Regions from separate parts of the Sus scrofa genome. Here region 2 is linked to region 1. A link is a contact called in public HiChIP or PLAC-seq data. All regions are on one chromosome and are shown on one strand. Each heading gives the region's core, a stretch centred on a gene start, on an enhancer-like site or on the middle of the called end of the contact. The rest is flanking DNA. Distances are from core to core; before and after follow the strand shown.

Region 1 (7,033 bases), core at 1,679-4,178:
TCACTGCCTTGATTACATGATCCATGAATGGGTAGTAGTAATGCACAGTTTGAAAAAACAATGCCTGCCTATGAGCGTTATTTTTTTAGTTTGCCTATCTGATAATCTGAGATAATGGCAAGCTATTGTTTCTGTCTTCTTCAGTTACTCAAGAGGCTGAGCATTTTGGAAAATCTTGTTTTTGAAGAGAGTAAACTATAGTTCATTGTTTCTCAACTTCCAGGGCGTGTTAGAATTTTTAAAAAAAATCACATCCCTGGGAGTTCCCGTCATGGCTCAGTGGTTAATGAATCTGATGAGGAACCATGAGGTTGCGGGTTTGATCTCTGGCCTTGCTCAGTGGATTAAGGATCTGGCGTTGCCATGAGCTGTGGTGTAGGTCGCAGACGTGGCTCGGATCCCGAGTTGCTGTTGCTGTGGCTCTGGCGTAGGCCGGCAGCTACAGCTCTGGTTGGACCCCTTGCCAGGGAACCTCCATATGCCACGGGAAGCGGCCCTAGAAAAGGCAAAAAGACAAAAAAAAAAAAAAATCACATCCCTGAATTAATTGCTGGACCCAATAATCTCTAGAGATTGGCCAGGTATCAAAACTTGTGGCCGCAGCTGAGAATAAATGCTGTAGATGTTTCTAGTAAATTAGAGAAACATTTGCATGATGATGTTGTTCTTGACATACCTGGATTGTTACTTTATAAAACTGCATTTGGGCTTTGAATTTCCCTTTTCAATTCGACTTTTTTTTTTTTTTTGGTCTTTTTAGGGCTGCACCCATGGCACATGGAAGTTCCCCAGGCCCAGGGTCCAATCGGAGCTGTAGCTCCTGGCCTACACCACAGCTCACGGCGATGCCAGATCCTTAACCCACTGAGTGAGGCCAGGGATCGAACCCGTGTCCTCTTGGATGCTAGTGGGTTCACTAACCACTGAGCGACAACAGAAACTCCTGAATTTGATATTGATTTCAAATTTTACTCGACAGGCATTTCAACAAAGAAATATGATTAACTTTTTAAATGTTTTGTTCAATTGTAAGAGTTCTGACAATTAAGCACATGTCGCTTTCAAGGGTCACTCTTTTATTTAGGTCCTCTATATTTTTTGCAAGCCTGTTATGTACAGAGCATAGCATCAGACCTGTGGGGTTAGAAGGTGAGCCAGCAGCTCCCTGTGTAATAGGTACCCTAACCTCAACGTACAAATGACTATAGTGCCAGGAAGAGAGTGGTAATTTCACAATCATATGAAGTGAGAAATAAGACCATTAAAACCCTGTGTTTCTGCTATCCTCATAGCCTAGCTCATGTATGACAGTTTCATTATATATATCAAAAGCAACAGGAAAATTCAGTAATTCTTTTAGCTGGATTTCAGTCTGCTTGCCCTTTAAACAGTTCATGTTTTTCAAATTTCATAGTCACCTGAAGGTATGATTTCACTGCATCTGAAGTGTGGAGTTATACAAGGTTCTAATTTTGGCTTAGGAGCTGTTAGCTGCACAAATCACAGTTATGCTTTTTAAAGTCTAATTTAGTGGTGGCTTATGGCAAGGAAACTCATGCAAGATAGTTTAGATTCTCATGAATCAAATCATGCTGAAGGAGAACCAGAGTGCCATTTAGTTTTTCAGAGTTCCACGGAGAGTTCCCATTGCCTGCTGGACAGTCCACCTAGCTGGCCCTCTGAAACCCCCAATTCAGGGCATCTCCCCATAGATGAGCCCAATAGACTTCTTCCTGCCTCTTCCCAAACCCATCTTCTCTCCTCTTCCTGTGGCACAGGGGACAGTGGTGTGCTCGGCAGTAGGACGGAGGTTACTTTACGATGCTGATGCTATCTGCTCAGTTAAAGAAAGGGCTCACCCTCTGACCCAAAGCAGGCTGGGGCCTCGTGCATGGTCTACAGACCTGAGCCCTGGCTGGAGGGCTGGCTACTGAGATTCTAGCTCTGAAACCCCAAGAAGGCCAGCCTGGGGGGCCTTCCCCCACCTCTGCCTCCTCCATCTTCATGTCTTTGCTTCATATGTGGAGAGGCTGCAGGAGAGGACGGACACCCACAGGAGGCTCTCGGAGGGCCATCAGGACCAGCCTCCGGTCATAGGACTGTCCTGGGGCAGGGAAGCCAGCAGAGGAGCACGTCTGAGGGCTGGCACGGGTGAGAGATACAGACGACTCCCTCGTGTTCCACAAGTCGGTGTCTCAGGGGAGCTGGGGGGTTGACGTCGAGAAGGGTCATTTGTGTGCTCCCATGGTGGCCGTCTTTAGTCTGCTATTGGCCATTCTTGGCAGTTCCCAGCTTTCGGGGTTCCTTTACTCTGGCTCCCTTTCTACTGTGCTGCAGCAGGAAAAGCTGTGTCTTTGAGCAGGTTCCTCAGCCTTTCCGGGCCTCAGTTAACCCACCTGAAACTGGATGAACCACAGCCCTTTGGAAGGGGCCCGCTCTGAGGACCAGGATCAGAGCACACATGCAGCTGATCTCAGACGATCAAATGGAGTGTCCGGGAAGGGGGCCGGGGGATGGGGAGTGGGCTGCAAGTTCATGTACGATCCCTACCATCTTCTCCTGCAGCGGAAAATGATCAGCCTTTAGGCCAAAAGGCCTGGGCAGAGACGTAGCAGGACAGTCAGGGATCCAGGCAGATGGCGAATCAGCTGTTCAGTTTTTACCTGCTCCTCACCTGTCTGGGGAGCGGGGACTACGAGTCACCTAGGGAAAGAAGAGCACGTTTCATAGTCCTCAAGGCTCAGATTATTGGAGGGTGGGTTTTCCCCTTTGTGGCCATCGTCACTAGAGGTCAATGGTCAGGTCATCAAACTCAGACAAGAGGTTTTCAGAGCTGGAGAGTGAAAAACAACGGAGAGCTACATCCTGTTGGGTCACATCCTGTTCACGAAGGCAGGAAGTGGGGCAGCAGACCAAGATGGTTAGAAAAACATGATGCTTACAAGGCATTTGCATGCTACGTGTGTCTTGGTGTGTAATTCTTTTAAGGCGCTGTGAATCAAAGCCCATGTATCATGACTTTGAAAGACCTCAAGCTTCTTGTGAAATAATGCTACCGAAAAGCCAACTTTTTTTATCAGATGACTGTGCTCCATCTATAACCGTAGGAAGTAGAACATCCGATTTGCCTTCTCCGAACTGGTCACTAGGGCTCTGGGTGTTTCCCGCAGGAATAGGAATGCAATGTTGGGAATTCTCAACGGCAGTTCTTGGGAGCAGGAGACTGTGGATCTTGTCCAGAAATAGGAGTGTCGTCGTCTTTCTCGAAGGGAAGGATGGGTTTTCCCAGCCCTGGGAAGCCCTTAGTACATTGCCTGGGAGGCATCAGGCTCGTGCGGAATTGCGGGTGCCCCGCGCTCCGGGCTTCAAGGCACAGCCTGTCTCTCCTTGATTCAGCTGCCTCAGCTGCCAGAAGAGCTTCCTGGACTCAGGAAGGGCACAAGTCCCTTCTGGTCCTTTCTCTCTCTTCTCTGCTCTCAGCGACCTTCTTCCCTTCCTGCTCCTCTCCTCCTCCCTGTGCTTCACTCAGGACGATCATCAAGCAATGTTTCCAGGCTGCTTTGCGTGGGAGCGGGGTCAGGGAGAAAGCAGTTGGGGGTTTATGCTGATGATTGCTGTCCTTCAGGAAGGAGGAGGCCTCGTCCAGCTCTGGGTTATCCAGCAACTCAAGGCTGAAGAGCTTCTAAGATAAATCAAACATTTAAGACAGGGGTGCTTTCAACCACTGGACTGCTATTCCTAAAAATCTGCCTTTAAGATTGAAAAACCATGTGCTTTGCTGAATTTCCCTCTTGAATTTCCTCGAGTCTCTGGTTAAGTAATTGTGCTGGAAGCGAGCCACAATTCCTAGGAAATTGTTTCTAGCTTTTTTTTTTTTTTCAGGGCAGTACCCTGGGCATAGGAAGTTCCCAGGCTAGGGGTCAAATGGGAGCTGTAGCTACCAGTCTACACCACAGCCACAGCACCCCTGGATCCAAGCCACAACTGTGGCCTATGCCACAGCTCACAGCAACGCCAGATCTTTAACCCACTGAGCGAGGCCAGGGATCGAACCTACATTCTCATGGATACTAGTTGGGTTCATTACTGCTGAGCCACAACGGGAGCTCCAGAAATGATCTCTTAAGGATAACCATGCAGCACTGCACTAGTTGTGAGGAACATTCCAGGTAGGTAGGGCTGCTGAAGGCTTTACCTGTCACCTGGTGATTTCAGGTTTTGGCATTTAGAGAGAGAGAGAAAGAAAGAAAGCAAAGGAAAAGAATGAGATTGACTGTGCTAAGAGATATGCATGGGTAATGTCGTTTTTATTCCAGAAACTTTCAATAATGGAAATCTAACACAAATACTGCATATCATTTTAGCCCAAAATAAAAATGTGTTTTTATTTGTCCATATGCTCTTCTAATTCCTGTGATATGCAATTTTAACCTATTTATGCATCAAATATATATGTGTGTGTATATGTATGTGTATATATATATATTTATAATTTTTTTTTTTTGCCTTTTAGGGCCACACCCATGGCATATGGAAGTTCCCAAGCTAGGGTTGAATTGGAGCTGCATCTGGTGGCCTATGCCATAGCCAGAGCAATGCAGGATCCAAGCCACATCTGCAGCCTACACCACAGCTCCTGCAATGCTGGATCCTTAACCCACTGAGCAAAGTCAGGGATTGAACCTGCAACCTCATGGTTCCTAGTGGGGATAGTTAATCACTGAGCCACGAAGGGAACTCCCCATCATAAATATTTTATGTTTTACCTAAATTCATGTATAAGAGATTTTTTAAAAAAGAATGACAGATGCACTTTTGGTGCTCCTAGACAGAGCAGCAGTCCTAAGTTACACAACACAGTGAGTTGTGGGTTTCCTTTTGCCTTTGCCCACGGCACCCTCATCATTTTGGTATTGCAGCTCACCTGTGAAAAATGAGAGCCTGTGACTCATCAAACATATTGAGTGGAAAAAACGACTGGTGCTTGATCTCAGTGTCACAAAGATGGAAAGATGTGGCATCCAATGCGGCGGCACTTGAAGGGCCTCCGTGTCAGGCAGGTCACCAGGCAAAACTTCCTCCTGTTGGTGCCCTTTCATTTCCTACTCTTCATTTTTCTTCTTACTGTTCCCCACCACTCCTTCCTCAAAAGCCCGTGGAAACCTAGGAGAAGGGATCCGACTGGATGGTTTTCCACGGTGCTTGTTGTGTGCCAGGTGCAAAGGTCCTGGTATGGGAGGTACTCTTCTCCACTTTGCAGATGCAGGGATTGAGACACTAGGGAGGAAGTATCTTGCGCAAGATCCGTTGGTAAGTGATGGAGCGCCTGTTCCCACACAGATCTTTGCAATTCTGTGGATCTTGCTAATTATAGACGAGGCTCTTTTGCAACACCACACTGCCTCAATGCAGAACCTGGGGCAGAAATGATAGCAAAAAAAAGAAGTTTTAGAATTGGCTGCTTATTCTTTGAATTATATGATCTCTCTCTCTCTCTCTCTCTCTCTCTCTCGGCTTTCTTTTCATTCCCGCAGCTTGAATTTACTGTCACCGCCTTCTACAAGCTGGGGACATTCAACAATAGACATAATTGTTTTGAGAATATGGTTTTATGTAATAGGAAGAGGTATTTCAGAAATGTAAACTGGAGGAAAAGGAAAAAAAAAAAATCCTGAGAGTTTCCACCCCCCCCCTTGTTTTGTTGTCTGTTGGGTGGATTCCATTCAGAACGTAATTTAACCTCCTGGAGGACAAAGATAATTTCTTTTGTAATTTCTCCTCCTACAGCAGCAACTCGGTGTGCTTTTTCATGGAAAGATCTATTTTTAGAAAGGATGCAAGGCACGCTCAGCGCCATGAGTAATAACTGGAAAGATGACGCCTATGGCAGATAGTCACTCCAGGTCCTTCTTTGGAAGGCTTACAAATTGTTTTTTACACAATTTGTACACATTATCCTGTGATATGTGACACCTCATTGAATTTAAAAAAAAAAAAAACCCAGAGGATACACATACATGGTTTTGGGAATTCCTTCTATTTTCTGTAGAGTGACTCATTGCTTAGATGTACCAAGCTGGGGAGAGGAAGCATCTCTCTATTATTGTCTCATGAAAACACAAAGTGTGAACTAGGAACAGGCATGGCAGGGCTCTGCGGGCTCCCCTGCCCGCCCTCAGGTGGGAGGTGGCATCCAGAGAGGCTATTTGAGGCCCATACAGTGAAGCAACTGGGACACCATGAATAGACGGCCCAGGGAAGAGGGAGGGAACCATTTCATGAAGTCTACTTATGTATTTATTTAAAAAAATTTTTTAGGGCCTTACCCATGGCACATGGAGGTTCCTAGGCTAGGGGTCAAATCAGAGCTGTAGCCGCCAGCCTATGCCACAGCCACAGCAACGTGGGATCTGAGCCATGTCTGCGACCTACATGACAGCTCATGGCAAGGCTGGATCCTTAACCCACTGAGAAAGGCCAAGGATCAAACCCGCGTCCTCATGGATACTAGTCAGGTTCGTTTCCGCTGTGCCACAACGGGAGCTCCTGAAGTTTATTTATTTATTTTTGGCCACACCCACAGTATATGGAATTATCAGGCCAAGGATTGAACCTGCATCACAGTGGCGACCTGAGCCACTGCAATGACAATGCAGGATCCTTAACCTGCTGAGCCACCAGGGAACTCTGGTGACACTTATTTTTCTTTTTTGGTGTAATTCTCCCCAGTTTTAGAAGTCTGGTTATCGACTCAGACACAGCCAGCACTGATTCATAAAGGATAAAAATGGCTAAACAACAACACAAAAATTGGCTAGAATATGGATTTCCAAATTTTTGGAGTCCCTAAAATTATAGGGTGAACACCGGGGAAATTTGAGAGATGAGCCCTGAGTTAAATGGCTGGTCTCTTTCACCTCCGAGATTGTATCCATCTATAATGTTTTACTTTGCTAGGTCTGGTCTTCTGGGAGACCAATTTTCAGCTTCCCAGAATCCCAGGAAGATTTGACTAAAATAATCTGGATAAAAA
Region 2 (6,919 bases), core at 819-3,318, 70 kb after region 1:
CACCCCGCCTGGCAGAGCCAATGGCCCTGGTCGTCATAGGAGGTAGGGTTGCTTCTGTATTATGGGGGCAAGAAGAATAGGTTTGGAAACTAAGGAATGTATTGGGGGGCGTATCTTGGAGTCCAGTTTTAGCTGTGGTCGGGGGTCATAGCCACTACAACCAGATAAAACATGGAAACCCGGGTTCAGACCTCTCAGGGATAAAGCCTGTGTCATTTCAGCAAGCAAGCCACATCGAGCAGTGGAAGTGCTGGTGGCGAGTGCGGGGAGCTAAGACAGTGGGGAGGAGGGGGGCTTCCCTCTGGTGTTTTGCTTCTAACGTCCCCATGCCAGTGACTTTCTTCGGAAGACTGCCACCTGGTAACCACCCTGCTTTGTCCCCCAGCGCCGAGCCCAGAAATGCCTGGGGAGTTCCCACTTCCTCGCCCCCCACCCCTTGTAGCCAGGGGCTGACTGAGTTTGTTGGCACAGAGTCCAGCTCCCTGCCTCGACGGGGACACACTCACACGTCCCTCCCTCATGAATCTCCCCTCGTTTCGAGCCCTTTCTCCGGGCTGCTCCCCTCTCTCCTGGGGCCTGTCTTCGGTCACGTGTCCTGGATTCTTTCTTGCAGGGGCCGCTGGCGTCACCCAGCCTTCAGGTGGATAAACCGGGGGAGGGTTGGTCGTAACAGGTCACATTCCTTGGGCATCAACCTGGCACCCAGCACCGTGTTGAGGGCTCTCCCATGCCTGGTCCTCTGAATCCTCTCCAACCACCAACACCCCCACCCCCACCCGGGCACACGCCCTGGCGCCTGAATGTCTGGGGTCCAGTTGCTTTTCTGCCAATGACCCGCTGTGGGACCTTGGCAAGGTTACTTTCCCCACCTGCACAAGGCGGGGAATGACAGCATCTGCCTCACAGGCCGGTTGTGAAAACCCGCTGCATTAGTGTAAAGCACGGGAGCGCTGCTTGTAGAGGGCATTACACCGACAACGTGTCACATGAGGGGCCGTCGCAACTCAGAAAGATGAATTAACTTGTTCAAGGTCACCCAGCTGAAGCGGCAAAGCTTGTCTCCTAACTGTGACCCTAGGCCACCTCGGGTCAGTCCTACCGCCACTTCTTTGCCCTCATTCATTTCAAAGGGCTCACCTGCTGCCAGGCTGCGCCTCCCCGGCAGGTCTTTCTGGGCGGGAACCGGAGTGGCTGTGAGGCCAGCTCTGCATCACGGGGGACACTGTCTTGTCCTGCAGGAGCTGCCATGTGCTAGTTCTCAAAGGCCTTTCTCTGCAGCCCTGCGTTTTCTCTGTTTCAGCGGCCCCCCTACCTGGGCCGCCTCCTGTACCTCCCACAAAAGCAGGGAGGCTTCTCCTTGCTACTAAAATCAGAGCTGGATTTCCCGTCGTGGCTCAGTGGTTAACGAATCCGACTAGGAACTATGAGGTTGTAGGTTCGATCCCTGGCCTTGCTCAGTGGGTTAGGATCTGGCGTTGCTGTGAGCTGTGGTGTAGGTCGGTGGCTACAACTCCGATTAGACCCCTAGCCTGGGAACCTCCATGTGCCACAGGTGCAGCCCTAGAAAAGACAAAAAATAAAATAAAATAAAATCAGAGCATATGAGTGCTGTCTTCTTTTTTGTTAACTCAAAAATCTTTTCCTGGCGTTCCCATTGTGGCTCAGCGGTAATGAACCTGACTAGTATCCATGAGGCTGTGGGTTTGATCCCTGGCCTCGCTCAACACGCAGCTTGGACCCTGCATTGCTGTGGCTGTGGTGCAGACTGGCAGCTGCAGCTCCAACTTGACCCCTAGCCTGGGAACTTCCATATGTTTTGGGTGTGGCCTTAAAAAAAAAAAATCCTTTCCTCTGTTTTCCCAATTGCCAAAGGAAATGAGAAAATAATCCAAAGCATATGGAAACATGTCGGGAGGGAGGGAAGTGAGAAAACTCTCACTTGCCCCCCGTGTGGCTTTGCCGAGGCCGCTGCACCCCACCAGGCCCTGACTCACTGGGACCGTCGCCGCTCCTCTTGGACTTGGGGATGACACACCTGGCAGGCTTGGCGAATGTCCTTATAAGGCAGCTCCCAGGCCGCCGGCTGCCTCCCCAGCCTGCCTTTTAGTCAGGCGATGAAGCAACGTTCCTGAGCTGGGAAGGGCGGGCAGCTTGCTCTCAAAGTTTTGTGGCCTCACTCAGGCGGCCCTATTTCCTTTTTTTTTTTTTTTTTTTTTTTTTGGTATGAATGTAAGAAATCCAACGACAGGGGAACCCTAGGAAGGAGGCTGTGTATTTCCATGCTGTTCATTGAGCAACGCAGCTGGGCAGCTGCCCTGGGCCCTGCCCTTTAACCTCATGAGGTCACTGTTTCCAGGAAAGGGATTCGATCCAGATGCGCTGAGCCTCAGGGTCGCCCAGCAACCAACACGACAGGTTCATGAGGTTTGATTTTGGCCCTCAAGGCCCACGCAGGTCCCAGACCTTGGCACGGGAGCTAACGCCTTCAGTTAGAAAGGAGAAGGGACATTGGCTGTTTAATGTCATCGGTTACAGGCGTTGCCCCATTTAATTCTCGAGGTGACTGTGAAGTGGATACTTGCTGGTATAGGGAATTTCGCTGAAATGTCTGCTTTGATCTCCTGGCTTCTCTCCCTACCCCCAGCTCAGCCAGGACGAAGGAAGCCCCTTGGTCGTTTACATTTTAACCTCAGGTGTCTTCTTTTTCTTTTTTCTTTTTCTTCTTTTTTTAATTACTCAATGAATTTATTGCATTCATAGTTGTACAAAGATCCTCACAATCCAATTTTATAGGATTTCCATCCCACACCCCCAGTGTACCCCCCCCGACCCCCGAACTGTGTCCTTTGGAAGCCATAAGTTTTTCGAAGTCTGTGAGTCAGTATCTGTTCTGCAAAGAGGTTCATTGTGTCCTTTCTTCAGACTCTACATGTCGGTGATAGAGAGCATTTGATGTTGGTGTCTCATTGTCTGACTGATCTCACTATTTTCAACCTTAATATTTATGGCTCGGGAGGAGTTCCCACTGTGGCTCAGCGGGTTAAGAACCCTACTAGTATCCATGAGGACACAGGTTTGATCCCTGGCCTTGCTCAGTGGGTTAAGGATCTGGCCTTGCTGAGAGCTGTGGTGTAGGTCACAGACGAGGCTTGGATCCGGCATTGCTGTGGCTGTGGTGTAGGCCAGCGACTGCAGCTCCGATTCAACCCCTAGCCTGGGAACGTCCATACGCTGTAGGCGTGGCCATCTTCATGGCTCAGATGTGTCCCAGAAGCTCCCTCCCAGCTCAGATATGCACATCAACCACTCCCGCCAGTGGCAAATGCTTGACCCCCGGCTACCCAGGGGGACCTTGCTGACCTTTGACTCCCCTCTGGGCCCCATCCTGAGCCAGAGAGGAGGCCCAGCCCCTTCTACAGCTTCATCTGTGGGCCTCCGATTCTCAGCCCATGGCGCCCCCTCAGTAGAGCCTGTTTGGATGCAGCCGCTGATGCCGGGGGTCTCCTGGGCTGCACCCTCTTGGGAGCAGAGGTGCCGCAGACACGGACGCCTCCCTGCACCACACTAGATGGACCCCCGCGACGTCCTCTCTCCCACCTGCTCTTTCGGAGCGCTTAGCACACGTTTCTCATAGACAGTGGGGAGACAACTGCCCTGGAAAATCTGGCGGGGTATCTAGATGGCTTCTCTGGGCAGGATGTGTCAGCCCCGCTCCTGGTGCCCGTGTCCCCCCCTTCCCTCCCTTCACCCTGACCCGCTGCCCCGTCTCCAGGGCGAGGGCTGCCCCATAAAGCTTGGGATTCCCAGGCACAGTGACGTTTCAGGTAAATAGCAACTATCGTTTTCGTATAAGCATGTCCCCCATCCAATTGTTTTTTGTTTATCAGAAATTTAAATTTAACGATGTCCAATTTTTTCTTTCCTTCTTTTCTGTTTCCTTCCTTCTCTTCTTCCCAGCCTCCTTCCTCATCCTTTGCGAAGTCTGGTGACAATGCTGAGCTCATTCCCATCACACTGAGGCTGTCCTTTGTCACACGACTTCCTCCTTCCTGCTCTCAGGTCTCTGCCCAAAAGGCTTTTCCTCTTCGAGGCCTCGCCTGGCCCCACCCTGTCTCACCTCTGCTTTTGCCTCCGTTCCCGCTCAGCCCTGCCTGCCTCTGGCTTGACCTCCCAGGTTTGTTTTCTGTCCATCTCTCCACAAGCACGACTGAGTCATCAAGTCAGGGATTCACGTCAGTTTTGTTTGCTGCCGTGTGCCCAGGGTCTAGAACAGGGCCTGGCACAGAACATTTACCCCAAACCATTTGTTAAATGAATGGATTGTTTCTGCAGGGTCTGGAGAGAAGAATTTTGATTTTCCTGCTCAGCTCAAGAAAGAGGAGAGAGGAAGGCCCTGAGATAAGGAGGAAGTGTGGGGAGAGGAGGGAACAGAGAGACAGACAGACAGAGAGTGAGGCAGAGAGACAGACGGAGAATGAATTGGGAAAAGGGACAGGATATAGTCTGGCACTGCTCTCGCCTGCTGGTGACTTCAGAAGTATGGGAGCCCACGCGGGCTACGGGAAGGCACTTGCACGGAGAGGCCACATAAGGTGTGCAATGTAGGCTTTCAGAGCATGGGCTTTGCCATAGGCTCGAAATTAAGTCTGGGCTCTACCACTTCCCAGCTGTAAGACTTTAAGTAAGGAATTCACCTCTAGGCCTCAGTTTCCCTATCTGTTAAATGGGACAGCAATATTACCAAGTCATGGAGCCACTGGGAAGCGTAAATGAGATACACACGTCAAGTACGTAACACAGAGTCTGACCACTGGCAGGTGTGGCAGAGAACAGCTGCCAATGCTCCTGCCATCACAGCCACCCTCCTCCCGATTGCCAGGCTCCCTCTGTGACTGCCTCTTAGATTTTTACTGACTCCCTATTGATGACCATTTTTCAAAAAGAAACAAGTGGTTTTGTTTTTGTCCTTTTGTGGTAATCAGCACAGTCTGAGAGAGATTAGAGAATGGCCAGCAGGTGTGCGGTGGGCGCTGAGAGGCGATGTCCCTCTTCAGCCCGAGAAGTGACTCGCCCCTCCCGCAGTGCTCGGATAAGTGTCTGCACTCAGGCAGCTTGGCGGTTCAGGGAAATAGTTGCCCTAAGCATTAAACCCTGGGTGTCACGGTCCTGTCTCTGAGGACACAGGACAGGGTGCAGCCTGTCCCGCCTTGACGTGTGCTGGCTCGTGACCCCCACAGCCCTCAAGCGCTCCCTGTGGAAAACGGGATGACGATTCCTGGTCTTTCTTCCAGGTTTGGTTGGCCGCGACATGAAAGAGGCTGTGACAAAGAGCTTTGGCTACCCTAAACTACTATAGAAAGCTCGGATTGTCATGATGTCATCAGCATTGGCTGCGGGGGAGGGGGTCCCGACTAGCTGAGTGGGGATCACGCTCCAGGGAGGGGCCCATGGACATCTTGGTGTCATCCGCGCCCTGTTCCTCAGAGACACACGCCCTCTTCCTGGCGCCAGGATCCAGTACCACTCAGAGCCGTGTCCCCGTGGGGGTTAAAGTCACAAGGCTCCCATCCCCCCGGAGCTCCACCGCTGCACCCCTTCCGCCCCCCCGTCGGGCCAGCCAGGATTGGCCAGATGTGCAAAGGCAGGAAGTTAGCGCCGGCTCTGAGTCAACATCTGTGTACTTTGCTCTTTTGGAAATTGGCTGCCCTGCTGTGGGACTGGACGCACTCATGGAAGTCCCACGGGCCCCAGCCCCTCCCCTATCCCAGCCTCAGCATTTCTGGGGACTTCATAGGTGGTGGCTCTGTCTGGGGCCCGATGACACCTCCTGAGGCAGATGGGCAGGGACCGGATGTACTGGGACCTGTGGAGCCAAGTCACCTCTGAGAAGCAACTTTCCTTTCTCCATTGGACCAGCGCTGTCCCCCAGCTGCACCAGGCGGGCGGGGAGGTTGGGCTGTCCCTGTCTCAGGTCCTGCCACCTTGTGCCTTTACGAAACATTAACCAAGTGACTCTTGTGAACTATGTGCTGGGCGCCAGGAACTCACTACTCAACAAAACCGATTTTTTTTTTTTTTTTTTTTTGTCTTTTCTAGGGCTGCACCCACAGCCATGGAGGTTTCCAGGCTAGGGGTCCAATCGGAGCTGGAGCCACCGGCCTACACCACATCCACAGCAACCCCAGATCTGAGCCGCGTCTGCGACCTACACCACAGCTCACGGCAACGCTGGATCCTTAACCCTCTGAGCGAAGCCAGGGATTGAACCCGCAACCTCATGGTTTCTCGTCAGATTCGTTAACCACTGAGCCACAACGGGAACTCCAACAAAACTGATTTTGTTTCCTTTTCTTCATGGACCTTCCATTCTGGTTGGGGAGAGTAGCAGGAACAGAAAAGAAAACATAAAGAATCAGGTCACGAAGTGTGCTGGCAGATGACAAATGATGCAGAAGTCAGCAGGGGACGGGGCGGTGGGGCAGAGGGCAGAAGGAGGGGACAGAGGGCTCCCCTTAATCAGGAAGCTGGGGAGGCCCACGGAGAAAGTCCCGCCTGATGTGACCCCAGGGAGGCGAGCACCTGGAGGGCAGCCTCCACTGCAGAGGCCCTGATGCCCTGGCCCCGCCTGGTGTGCTCAGGGGTAAGGCGGGGCCGCTGGAGCCCGGCCAGTGGGGAAGGAGCAATTTGGGAGATGAGCAGGCCGCCGGGCGTGGAGAGCAATCCTGCAGGTGGATTGCAGAAAACTGGCTCACAATTAGCTGGTGGCGAGGGCAGCTCCGGCTTGGGGGCCTTGAAGTCTTCATAGTAGGGGGATGCCTCCCTTAAGAAGAAACACGAAGTTACAGATCTGCCGTTGAGCACAGGGTTTTGGAAATGCAGTCGAGGGTAATTAGGCTGCTTACCCTCCAGGGGGACCTGG

What was found. HiChIP or PLAC-seq counts read pairs in DNA pulled down with a chosen protein or histone mark.
Region 2: an H3K27ac HiChIP or PLAC-seq map of alveolar macrophages shows a contact between it and region 1. The contact joins two enhancer-like sites. A contact is called at or near these places in 1 of 5 promoter capture datasets (liver), 4 of 47 Hi-C or Micro-C datasets (embryonic fibroblasts and liver) and 1 of 2 datasets of contacts at active chromatin or transcription factors (alveolar macrophages).

What each region holds. Positions count from the first base shown.
Region 1 is chr4:122,640,348-122,647,380 of Sscrofa11.1, forward strand. No RefSeq gene overlaps it. Among named protein-coding and RNA genes, the nearest start is that of SLC44A3, 22 kb to the left of the region's middle. Within about 2 kb of position 2,929, at least 7 of the 83 cell types and tissues checked have an H3K27ac peak or open chromatin away from gene starts, as enhancers often do. A contact at or near this core is called in alveolar macrophages, where this site is marked.
Region 2 is chr4:122,711,328-122,718,246 of Sscrofa11.1, forward strand. No RefSeq gene overlaps it. Among named protein-coding and RNA genes, the nearest start is that of SLC44A3, 93 kb to the left of the region's middle. Within about 2 kb of position 2,069, at least 27 of the 83 cell types and tissues checked have an H3K27ac peak or open chromatin away from gene starts, as enhancers often do. A contact at or near this core is called in alveolar macrophages, where this site is marked.